Regions from separate parts of the Mus musculus genome. Here region 1 is linked to region 2. The links are chromatin contacts, called in public promoter capture Hi-C maps. All regions are on one chromosome and are shown on one strand. Each heading gives the region's core, a stretch centred on a gene start, on an enhancer-like site or on the middle of the called end of the contact. The rest is flanking DNA. Distances are from core to core; before and after follow the strand shown.

The links. Capture Hi-C pulls out chosen DNA fragments and counts their contacts.
Region 1: a contact with region 2 is called in a promoter capture Hi-C map of pancreatic islet. The contact joins two enhancer-like sites. A contact is called at or near these places in 1 of 115 datasets of contacts at active chromatin or transcription factors (bone marrow-derived macrophages) and 3 of 9 other capture datasets (adipose tissue, liver and pancreatic islet).

What each region holds. Positions count from the first base shown.
Region 1 is chr8:46,214,681-46,220,836 of GRCm38.p6, forward strand. No RefSeq gene overlaps it. Among named protein-coding and RNA genes, the nearest start is that of Slc25a4, 6.7 kb to the left of the region's middle. Within about 2 kb of position 2,406, at least 150 of the 459 cell types and tissues checked have an H3K27ac peak or open chromatin away from gene starts, as enhancers often do. A contact at or near this core is called in pancreatic islet, where this site is marked.
Region 2 is chr8:46,092,752-46,098,549 of GRCm38.p6, forward strand. The region is part of intron 5 of Snx25 (sorting nexin 25); the gene reads right to left. Among named protein-coding and RNA genes, the nearest start is that of Snx25, 57 kb to the right of the region's middle. Within about 2 kb of position 1,715, at least 10 of the 459 cell types and tissues checked have an H3K27ac peak or open chromatin away from gene starts, as enhancers often do. A contact at or near this core is called in pancreatic islet, where this site is marked.

The DNA of each region.
Region 1 (6,156 bases), core at 1,156-3,655, 120 kb after region 2:
CATTAAGTCTCCAGTTCTTGGTCACCCAAGTAGCATTGGGTATGATCCCATCTCATGGAGTGGGCCTTACATCAAATATTGGCTAATTGCTCCCCCAAGTTTTGCGCCACAAGCACTAGTGTATCTTGCAGGCAGGTCACCATTGTAGATCAAAGGTTTTGGAGCAGGGTTGGTGCTTGCCTTTGGTAGTGTGCAAGAGGACTTTTCTAGTAGCATGAACACGATTTCTGCAGGGATGAAATCTCTAGTTAGGCACCAGCTAGATGTCTCTGAGTTCAATAGAGATGTTGCTTATTTTTATCGATGAAAAAACAATGTTGCTACTTAAACACTCTTGCAAAACCTTCGTTTACTTTGTTTCCTTCTAATAGGATCCCAAAATAGAATGGATACATTGAGTATTTTAAAGGTTTCGTAGCTCTTGAATAAATTCAACAATTATTCTTGGGCCACTTAGATGGATCAGCAGATCAAGGTGCTAGCTGCTAAACCCGATGATCGGAGCTTGATCCTCAGGCCCAGTGTGGTAGAGGGAGAGGTCTGATGCCTGAAAGTTATCCTCTGATCCATCACTACCACTATTACCACCACTACCAGCTCTCACACATTCCCCTAACTAAACAAAATAAATAACTCTTGAGAAATCAGAACCACCAATAATACAATGTGGTCTTGCTCATCATAGATCCTACTCCAACACTGCCCTAGAAAGAACATCTTTTAGTCGCTTGTGGCATTTCATGAGTTTGTGATGAAGTTATGTGTATGCTATAGAATGCATTTTAACTTGGCAGATTTTCTTTTCTTTCTTTTATTTATTTATATACGTGTGTGTGTGTGTGTGTGTGTGTGTGTGTGCGCGCGTGCGTGCGCGCGCGCGCAAACTTTTAGTCTTCCTTGAACACTGGCACAAAAGCATTTATATTAACAACTATATACTTGAGACAATAAATATGTTGAGTAATTTTAAATTTTGTTTCTTATTTAATTTTTGTTCTATCATGTTGTTCTATTAGTATTATTTTATGTAGCTATAAACAAATTTATACTATGCATATTAGCATAAAATATTTTTTCCTTTTTAAAAAACTTTTTAAAAGATTTATTTATTTTATGTATATGAGTACACTGTCATTGTCTTCAGACACACCAGAAGAGGGCATTGGATTCCATTACAGATGGCTGTGAGCCGCCATGTGGTTGCTGGGAATTGAACTCGAGACCTTTGGAAGAGCAGTCAGTGCTCTTCACTGCTGAGCCATCTCTCCAGCCCTAAAATAATTTTTCTGTAAACAGATTATTGACTCCTCATAGGTATATTAGTCTATTTTCTTCTACTCTGGAAAAAAACATTTTCAGTTATTGTTAATACATCTAACACATGTTTATACCTGCTGGCACATACCTTTAATGCCAGCATTTGGAAGGCAAAGGCAGGTGTGTCTCTCTGTAAGTTTAAAAGGCCAGCCTGGTCTACATAGCAAATTCCAAGCTAGTCAGAGCTTCATAGTAAGTTAAAAAACAATGAAAAAGCATTATGCTAAGGATATATGGATCCAATTTCACTGTTCTCTATAGCATTTTGGATATCCCAGCATCATTTTTAAAAAAAGATATATTGATTTTTTACATATATCGGTGGATCTCTGTGCACCACATGCATGCAGTTCCCAAAGAAACCAGAAAAGGGTGTCAGAACCTCCCTGGAACTGGAGCTAGTTGTGAGCTGCCACACCGGTGTTAGGAACAGAACCTGAGTCCTCTGGAAGAGCAGCCAGGCTTCTAACTGCTGAGCCATCTCTGCAGCGTCCAACATTAATTATTAAGTAGGTATCTCCTTCCCCTATTATTTGTCATTAGAGACTAATTCTAGTTTGCCATACACTAAGTTATGCAATGGCTTAAAATTAATGAAATATCTATAATTATGGTTTATTTCCTTCTTGTTGCTCTTTGGGGGGAACTACAAACAAGAGATTTAAAAAAGCTGATATGTCTGGACTTTTTGCTATTAAGCTGTTCTAGGACTAAAACAGTACTAGGAAAAATTTAACGGACATTTAAACTGAATATAAATAAGCCCCTTAATTAATCAATTAATTAATTAATTGTAAATTCAGGAAGCATGTCATCTTCGTTGCATTCATCAGAATTTTTGCTATTTTCTGAGTAGGAGCACGTTTCTCCTCCCTCCGCTCCCACCCCACCCCACCCCATGTAGTAGGAGGAGCATAGCTGGAATCAAGAGGCTTTCCACGGAAGCCCAGCCGTGTCAAGCTTGTCCATGTGGATTTTCTCAGGAAAGAGAGGCCTCAGATGCCCTCCGGAGCAGGGGCAGCCTGGAATCACAAGACTCGGGTATCGCTTACACAGAGCAGCGAGAGAATGGAGCGAGGCAGAACACGTGTCTCCCTCCCAGCCTGCCCCGGTGCTCCGTGGCCCTCTGCCAGCCTAAGAACAGGACAAAGCATCCAGATATGACAGGGGCCCTGCTCTCTAATGCTCATGATGTCCTGGAGGTCGGGCAGCGGCAGCAAGCTCTGTAGAAAAGACAATCAAGTATTGAGCTGTCTTTGGGAACTGAGAACAGCAAAGATCCACCAAATAAAGAAAAGCCAATTGCTAGCACAATACCTGTGAGCCACTGTGACTTTCCAGCTGCACAGAACTTCCTACGCGCTCAATTTGGCATAAAGCAAATTAGATTTATTTGTTTGTTTGTTTATTTATGCATTTATGCATTCGTGCATGTGCACAGAGGACAACTTGGGTGACGTTCGTTCCTCGGGTGCACCTACCTTTTTTTTCTCTTTTGTAAGGGTCTCTTGGTGTCCAGGTTTTCCATGCCTACCTGCCTTTTCTTTTTTTTCTTTTTTCTTTTTTAAACACACATCTGGGAGTCAAACTCGGGCCACAATTGCAAGGCAAGCACTTTTACTGACTAGGTTCTTCAACACCCAAAATATGCTTTGACTGTATAGGACTATGTGTGAGTTGTTGAGTGCAGACCAATGCTAGGTACTAGACACAGTCACATGCCACACTGCTCTAGACACAACAAGAGAATAAACACCTTCCCATGATTCTTGCTGAGAGTAGCTTCATGATTTCAAGCTACAATATGCATCATAAAACATAATGAGAGTTTTCTATAATTGTCTATAGGTAAAGTCCCTATTAGAAGACATGCCCCCCATGACAATACAGGACTTAGAAAATAGAATCAACCAAAATGCTTCCATTGAAACTACAGTAAGCATCTTTTTTCATGTTTATTTTTAATTTTTGTTTTTGTGTGTTTGGCAGCAAGAGGTGATGGGTACCAAATGTGTGCAGCAACTAGAGCTACAGGTAGTATAAGCTGCCTGATGGAATTGCTGGGAATTGAACTCAGGTCCTCTGGAAGAGCAGTAACTACTTTTAACAGCTGAGCCATCTCACCACCCCCTGCCTTTTTCCTCCCTTATAGCTGTAGAAATGGTTCACTCTCTACCTCCTCCTGTAGTCATTTCTCTTTTGCTTTTCTCCATCAGAATTAAAATGGCACAAATCAGGTCCCCCTTTTCACCTTCCTATCAGCATTATTGACTGTTGCTTCTGGTCCCCAAATGCTCTGCAGGGCACTGATGATGCAGAATTCAGAAGGTTGTCACTGCCTGGGAAGGAAGCCATAGGAGGGATGCACCAGCCATACTGCCTGAAAGGCTGAGCCAGGGGACGGGACATGAATCCACATAGAAGTTGTGGTTGTGTTTTGGGATGGTCTTCACTGTGATACAGCAACAACTTGTGTTTTTGATTTATTTTAATCTATGTGTCTCTGTGTGTATATGCCGTGTGTGTGTGTGTGTGTGTGTGTGTGTGTGTGTGTGTGTGTGTCTTAGTTAGGGTTTTACTACTGTGAACAGACTACATGACCAAGGCAACTCTCATAAGGACAACATTTAATTTGGGGCTGGCTTACAGATTTGGAGGTTCAGTCCATCTTCATCAAGATGGAACATGGCAGCATCCATGTAGGTATGGTGCAGGAGCTGCTGAGAGTTCTACATCTTCATCTGAAGGCTGCTAGAAAAAGACTGACTTCCAGACAGCTAGGACAAGAGTATTAAAGCCCATGCCCTCAGTGACACACCTACTCCAACAAGGCTACACTTCCTAATAGTGTCACTCCCTGGCCCAAACATATACAAACTATCTCTCTCTCTCTCTCTCTCTCTCTCTCTCTCTCTCTCTCTCTCTCTCTCTCTCTCTGTGTGTGTGTGTGTGTGTTTCAAGACCAGAACAGGATATCAGATCTCCTGGAACTGGAATTATAGGAGGTTGTGAACCACTCACTGTGGATGCTAGAAACCAAATCCAGATCCTCTGAAAGAGCAGCAAACTCCCCTAACCACTGAATTATCTCTATGATCCCCTCAGTAGTAATGGCTTTAGCTTTCAATTGTGTATGGTGTGTGTGTGTGTGTGTGTGTGTGTGTGTGTGTGTGTGTGTGTGTCACATTTCAGTATGTGCATATCTGAGTGCAGTTGCCCTTGGAGGCCAGAAGATGATGTCAGATCTCCTGGAGTTGTAGTTATGAATAGATGTAAGCTTCCTGACATTGGTGCTGTGAAACACACTTTGATCCTCTTGGAAGAGCAGTATATGTGCTTTTCTTTTCTCTTCTTTGCTTTCTTTTGTTTGTTTCTTTGCTTGCTTGCTTGCTTGCTTGTTTTTTGAGGCAGGGTTTTCTGTGTAGTCCTGAATGTCCTAGAACTCACTTTCTAGATGAGGCTGGCCTTGGACTCAGAGAGCCATCTGCTTCTGCCTCCTGAAGTCTGGAATTAAAAGTGTGTACCACCACTGCCTGGCTATATGCTCTTAAATGCTAAACCATCTCTCCAGCTTCCAAAACTTCTATTCTCAATGTCTTAAAAAATGTTTATGAAAAAAAAGAGAGAGAAAGAAAGATCCTGTTAAGAGAATTCATAATTATTAGCTGGGACAAGGGAGAGGCAGGGGAGACCCTGAATCCTAAGAACGGTCACGAAAGAAACTGCTCTCAGGAGGCCTTCTGTGGAAACTGAGTCAGGCTGGCATGGGTTGCTTGAGACAAGGTAGCATGGACGCCATCCAGCCCTAGATGCCAACTCACCCTAATACTGGTAGACCTTGCACTTCCTCAAGATGGGCATACAGCTTCCTTTTTCTCACGGATCTCAGGACCCCTCCTTGCTTTATCCAAGACAAGTATATCTAGAATTTATGCATGGTTGATCTTACAATAGCACCTTTCCAGCTAACAGCTCCTGGCTTTGCAGACCTGCAGCCCTGTGAGAGAAGCCACCTAGATCTCACTTGACTGATTTTCCAAGTACATTTTGAACTGGTTCCTCCACTGTTTAGTGTTTCATGTAAAACATTATATTCCTGTTATTATAAACAAATGCTTAACACACAATATCAGAGGTTTTTTTTTTAACCAAAAAAAAAAAAAAAACCAACGCTTTAATCTTGTGAAGTTTCTTGCTATCTTCAGTATGGTCTCTTGTTTGTTCATATACTCAAGACATACTGTATCAGTGAAGCAGAAAAAAAATAAAACACCAAGAAATCAAAGAATGTACTCTATTATTAGCATGATAATTTTTTAAATCAAGAAAGAAGTCATATATAGACAACAAATATGTCATAGGAGATCAAAGGAAAAACAAAACTTCCTGCCCACCTGTCCATCCAAAGATTATATAAGGATTTCCAGACATGGATAGGACAGAGAGAGACACACACACACAGAGAGAGAGAGAAAGAGAGGATGTGAGTGTGATGGGGTCACCGACAAAGAAGAGCTCTGTGGTCTGCTCCAGGCAAAGGAGGTAGCAAGACACCAGGGAGAAAGGACTCTCTGGTTTGGTTGTAGTGCCAGGTTAGATGCAGCCCAGGGAGAGCACCCAGGAGGAAGAGGAGCTCGGAGGAGCAAATTCTGGGCACCTGCCATGTAGTCTGCTGGTGTACTGGGCCCTGGGTGGCCCCGTTAAGTTTCACCTGCCCCAATGTATTTGTAGAAGCAACAGAGTAACACTTTGTATCCAAGGACACCAGTTACCCAGAAGAGCCTTGTGCCCAGAAGTGAGGGAAGTGTCAGAAGTGACCTTGATGGAGGGTGACTGAAG
Region 2 (5,798 bases), core at 465-2,964:
AGCCAATAAGACTCATGTGGCTTGGTCTCCAGATGATGGTGCTGTGGAGCATCACCAATGGGCTAATGTAGCGGTGAGTCACTAGGAGATGGGACTTGGTTGGAGAAGTAGGTCACCAGGGTCATGTTGCTGAAGAGCAGATCGTGTCCCTGCCCTCTGCTCACTGTTTGCTGTCTGCCATGAAATCAGCTTTGCTCTGCCACACACTCTGGGCCAGATGCTCTGCTGCATCAGGCATGGCTGGAAGCAACAAAGCCAAAGGACCACTGACTAAAACAGGAGCAAAACAAAGCTTTCCTCCTTTACATTGCTTATTTCGGGTATTGCTCTGTCCCAGTGACAAGAGTCAAACCAATTACACAAATTCCTGGCATAAAGCCTGGGTATCTGCACTCTTCTGTTGAGGAACAAACATTTCATTAGAGCACATTCTACAAATTCCCTGGAGAATTACCAATGCAGAGAGCACTGGGTGCTGCCCAGGTGCACAATCTGCCCTTTCCTTTGCTGAAGGTTCTTTAAGGGCAGAGCCTCTCACTTCTCCCTTACGTATACTTGGATTCCAGTTTATCTTCAAAATACAGGACGATTCAGTTGCTTCCCTGGTATGGTCCTGATTGTTGAGGTTCGCTAATGACTACACGTGCATTATTCTGAGCTCTAGTTTGGTTCCTGGACTCTGGCATCTCACCCCTGACAGCAGCAGTGGGAAACCAATGCATTTGTTTCCTCGTATCCTGCGGCTGAGATGCTGTTCACAAACTTGGTTCCTATAGTTCGCAGAACTGATCATCACTTGTAGAAAACTACGAAGAGTTCACAGTCTCAGCCCAGTCTGACCACAGCATCAGCGCTTCAGATTCCTGGACCCTCAAGGACTCAAGGACATGGAAAGGAAGCAGCTCTAAGGACAGAGGGTTAGTAAAGCTCACACGGGCCTGGGAGACAGCCAGCGCTAGAAGTTACTAGTTCAGAGCACTGGAAAGAAGTGTTTCTAGCTCTAATAACTTCATAAGAATATCCTAATAACACCCTGAAAGCATCATATACTGACACAGAAAATAACCAAATAATCCTCAAGCTATAAATACCATTCTCAAAGGGTTTATTTCATCTTTTAAATGCATTCAGCCTAAAAGAATCAAATGACTTTATTTCCTTTAGAAAATATGCATCATTTCCCAGATATGTGATATATAAAACTAAACGATTTCATCAGCTACTGAGCCTAAATAGAGTGCACTCCCTGCCTGCGGCAGGGTTCTTTAGTCTGCATGAGAGTAGTTTTTATACAGTGGCCTAAACACTAATAAAGTCAGACAGCAGAGAGCTCTAATGTACCAGAAAGATAGCTGAAGAGTTGCAATTATGATCAAAGAGAGCAGCTCCATTAGGGTTTGCCGGTCAGTAAGTCCCAGCACTGGCAACTAGACAAGCATCTTATCAACAGCGATTAGGACAGCCGGCAACAGTGAGCAGACCGGTTCCTTAACTGTTACATCAAATGGTAATTAACCAAGTAGGAAGATTATGTGTATAACATTATGCACATCTTGAAGCAAAGGGAGAGGTCACTGCTCTGACAGTCATCCGGGGGTCTTTGCAGATCAGTTGTACAAGACGCAGAGAATAGAGGTTACTCACTGCTCTGTTCCTAAGATAAGCTTAATTCCTCATAGATAGAAGCTACCCTGGCATATCTCAGACAGGACTGACTGAAATCAGTCCTGTCTGAGATATGCCTGTCAGCTCTGTGCAACAAAGCCCAGACAGCTACGTCATGGTGCCAGAAGGTGCCTTGGGATACTGGGTATTTTCACAGATGTTCTAAAGGTAACTCTTGATGCAAACAACTATCATTAAGAAAAATGCCTGCAACGGTGTTTTCTCCCATCATTCTTTGCCAAGCTTGCTGAAGAGACTAGAAACTATTCTGGATTCCCATGCCCCCACAGTGGATATACCAGTCTTCAAGAAAAAAAAATATACAAACTGGGAGTGGGTGGGTAGGGGAGCAGGGTGGGGAGAGGGTATAGGGGACTTTCAGAATAGCATTTGAAATGTAAATGAAGAAAATATCTAATAAAAATTGAAAAGATTCCAGGACAGCCAGGGCTACACAGAGAAACCCTGTCTCGAAAAACCAAAAAAAAAAAAAAAAAAAAAATTGAAAAGAGAGAAAAAAAGAATACAAAACAAAACAATTTTAAATTAATTTTTGATTATTATTCAAAATAGTTTTCTCTGTGACATTTTCATGCATATATCTTTAATGTGAGTATGTTAGGTATATGTTCATCTATATACATGTTCATACATATGGGAGCATACATGTACATGTCTTCAAGTGGAGGCCCGAGGTTAATGTCAGGGTTTTTCTCAATTGCTCCCCATGTTATACACTGAGGTGGGGTCTCTCCCTAACCCCAAGGCTCGTCATTGTGGCTAACCTGACCGTCCTGCTTGCTTAACAATTCCCAGCCTCTGCTCTCTGCATGCTGCCACTGGAGACTTCAGCTCAGCTGCCATGGCCACCCAGGTGCAACCTGTGATTCCCACATGTGAAGACTAAGCATCTCACTCACGGAACCTTTCCCTAGCCCTTTGTGTACCACTATTATCTGCCCCCAAGGTTATCATCTGTGGTAGACTTTTGGAGGTCACTTATGTATACTGTCATATCATCTGCCAATAGCAACACTTTGACTTCCTCCTTTCCAGTTTGTATCCCCTTGATCACTTTAGTTGTCTTACTGTTCTAGATAGGACTTCAAGTACTACACTGAATAGATATGGGGAGAGTGGACATCCTTCTCTTGTCCCTGACTGTACTGAAATTTCTTTGTATCCCTGCTCTGTCCAACACTTTTAATGTGAAGGCCTGTTGGATTTTATCAAACACTTTTTCAGCATCTCGTGAGATGATCATGTGGGGTTTTTTCCTCTCAATTTGTTTATGTGGTAGATTACGTTGATGGATTCTTTTGTATGCTGAACTACCCCTTCATCCCTGGAATGCAGTCTATTTATTCATGGTGGACGATGTCTTCTTGGATTCTGTTTGCAAGTATTTTATTATTTCTGCATCAATGTTCATAAAGGAAGTTGGTCTGAAATTCTTTTTTTAAGATCTGATTCTCTCTCTCAAGATATTTTTATTTATTAAGACAGTACACTGTAGCTGTCTTCAGACACACCAGAAGAGGACATTGGATCCCATTACAGATGATTGTGAGCCACCATGTGGTTGCTGGGAATTGAACTCTGGAAGAGCAGCCTCTCCAGCCCCCTGAAATTCTCTTTCTTTGATGAATCTCTGTAGTTAAGGTATCATGGTGACTGTGGCCTCATAGAATGGGTTTGGCAGTATTCCTTCTGTTTCTGTTTTGTAGAATAATTTGAGGAGTACTAGCATTTGCTCTTTTAAGGTCTGGTAGAATTCTCCACTAAAACCATCTGGCCCAGGGATATTTGGGGGGGGGGGGTGTTGGGAGACTTTTAATGACTGCTTTTATTTCCTTAGGGGTTACATGTCTATTCAGATAGTTTACCTAATTGTGATTTAGCTTTGGCAATTGGTATCTGTCTAGGAACCAAACATCTCATTTAAAATTTCCAATTTTGTAGAATACAGGCTTTTGAAGTAAGACCCAGTGATTCCTTAAATTTCCTTGGTGTCCATTGTTATGTCTCCCTTCTAATTTCTGATTTTTGTTAATTTGGGTGTGATCTTTCTGCCTTTCAGTTAGTTTCCCTAAGGCTTTGTCTATCTTGTTGCTTTTCTCAAAGAACCAGCTCTTGATTTTGCTGATTCTTTGTATTGTCCTCTTTGTTTCTAACTGATTCATTTCAGCCCCCAGTTTCATTATTTCTTACAGTCTACTCCTTCTGTGTTTGCTTTCTTTTTTCCTTTTTTAGCACCTTCAGATGTACCTTTAATTCATTAGTATGAAACTCTCCAATTTCTTTATGACAGCACTCAGTACTATGAACTTTCCTCTTAGCACTGTTTTCACGGTGTTCCATAAGTTTGGGTATGTTATACCTTCATTTTCATTGAGTCCTAGAATGTCTTTAATTTCTTTATTTCTTCACTGAACCAATGACCATTGAGTAGGGAGTGGCTCAGTGTCCATGAGTTTGCAAGCTTTCTATTGTTTCTGTTGTTGAAGTTTAGCTTTAATCCATGGTGACCTGGTAAGATATATGGGGTTATTTCAATCTTCTCATATCTGTTGAAGTTTGCATAGTGACCAGTTATGTGGCCAATTTTGGCGAAGGTTCTATGAGGTGCTGAGAAGAACATGTATTCTTTTGTGTTTGGGTGAAAGGTTTTTAGATATTTGTTAGGTCCATTTGAATCATAACCTCTGTTAGTGTTATTATGTCTCTGTTTAGTTTCTATATCAATGACCTGCCCATTGGTAAGGGTGGGGTATTGAGGTCTCCCACTATTAATGTGTGGGGTTTGATGTGTGAGTTACGCTTTAGTGATGTTTCTTTTACAAATGAGAGTGCTCTTGCATTTGGGACATAGATGCTCAGAATTGAGGTGTCCTCTTGGTGGATTTTTCCTTTCATGAGTATGAATTGTCCTTCCCTGTATTGTCTGATTACTTTTGGTTGTAAGTCCATTTTATTGGATATCATATGGCTACTCCAGCTTGTTTCTAGGTCCATTTCCTTGGAAAACCTTTTTCCAGTCCTTTATACTGAGATAATTACTATCTTTGTTGCTGAGATATGTTTTTTGTAGACAGTAGAATGATGGGTTCTGTTTATGCATGCATTCTGTTAGCCTGTGTCTTTTTAATGGGGAATTCAGTACATTGATGTTGAGAGATATTAACTACCAATCATTGTGACCTCCTTTATTTTGATGTTGGTGCTGGTTGAGTGTGCGTGTGTGCATGTGTGTGAGTGTGTGTGTGTGTGTATGAGTGTGTGTGTGTGTGTGTGTGTGTGTGTGTGTGTTTCTCTTCTGTTGATTTTAATGGTGTGAAATTATTTCTTTCTTGTTTCTTGAGTATACTTAGCCTCATTGGGTTGGTGTTTTCCTTCTGGTAGCCTCTATAGGGCTGGGGCTAACAGAAAGGTGTTGTTTGAATTTGTTTTTTTCATGGACTATCTTGGTTTCTCCATTGACGGTGATTGAAAGCTTTGCTGAGTATAGTAGTCTGGGCTGACATCTATGGTCTCTTAGGGTCTGCCCAGGCCCTTCTAGCTTTTAGAGTCACAGATGAGAAATCGGGTATAAATCTGAGAGATCTGCTTTTATATGTTACTTGGCCTTTTCCCCTTGCTGCTTTTTAAACTCTTTCTTTTTTCTGCGTATTTACTGTTTGATTATTATGTAACAGAAGAGTTGTCTTTCCTGGTGTTGTCTGTTTGGTGTTCTGTAAGCTTCCTGTACCTTTAAAGGCAGGCATCTCTATACATAAGTGACCCCAAAAATTCTACCAGAGAACTCCTACAGTTAATAATCACTTTCAGCAAAGTGGCTGGATACAAAATTAACTCAAAGAAATCAGTAGCTCTTCTCTACACAAGCAATAAATGGGCTGAGAAAGAAGTTAGGGAAACAGCACCACTCAGAATAGCCACAAATAACATAAAATACTTTGGTGTAGCTCTAACTAAGCAAGTGAAAGAACTGTGTGGCTGGAACTCAAGTCCATGAAGAAGGAAACTGAGGAAGTTATCAGATGGAAAGATCTCCCATGCTCATGAAACAGTAGGATTAATATAATGAAAATGTTCATCTTACCAAAAGCAATCTACAGATTCGGTGCAATCTC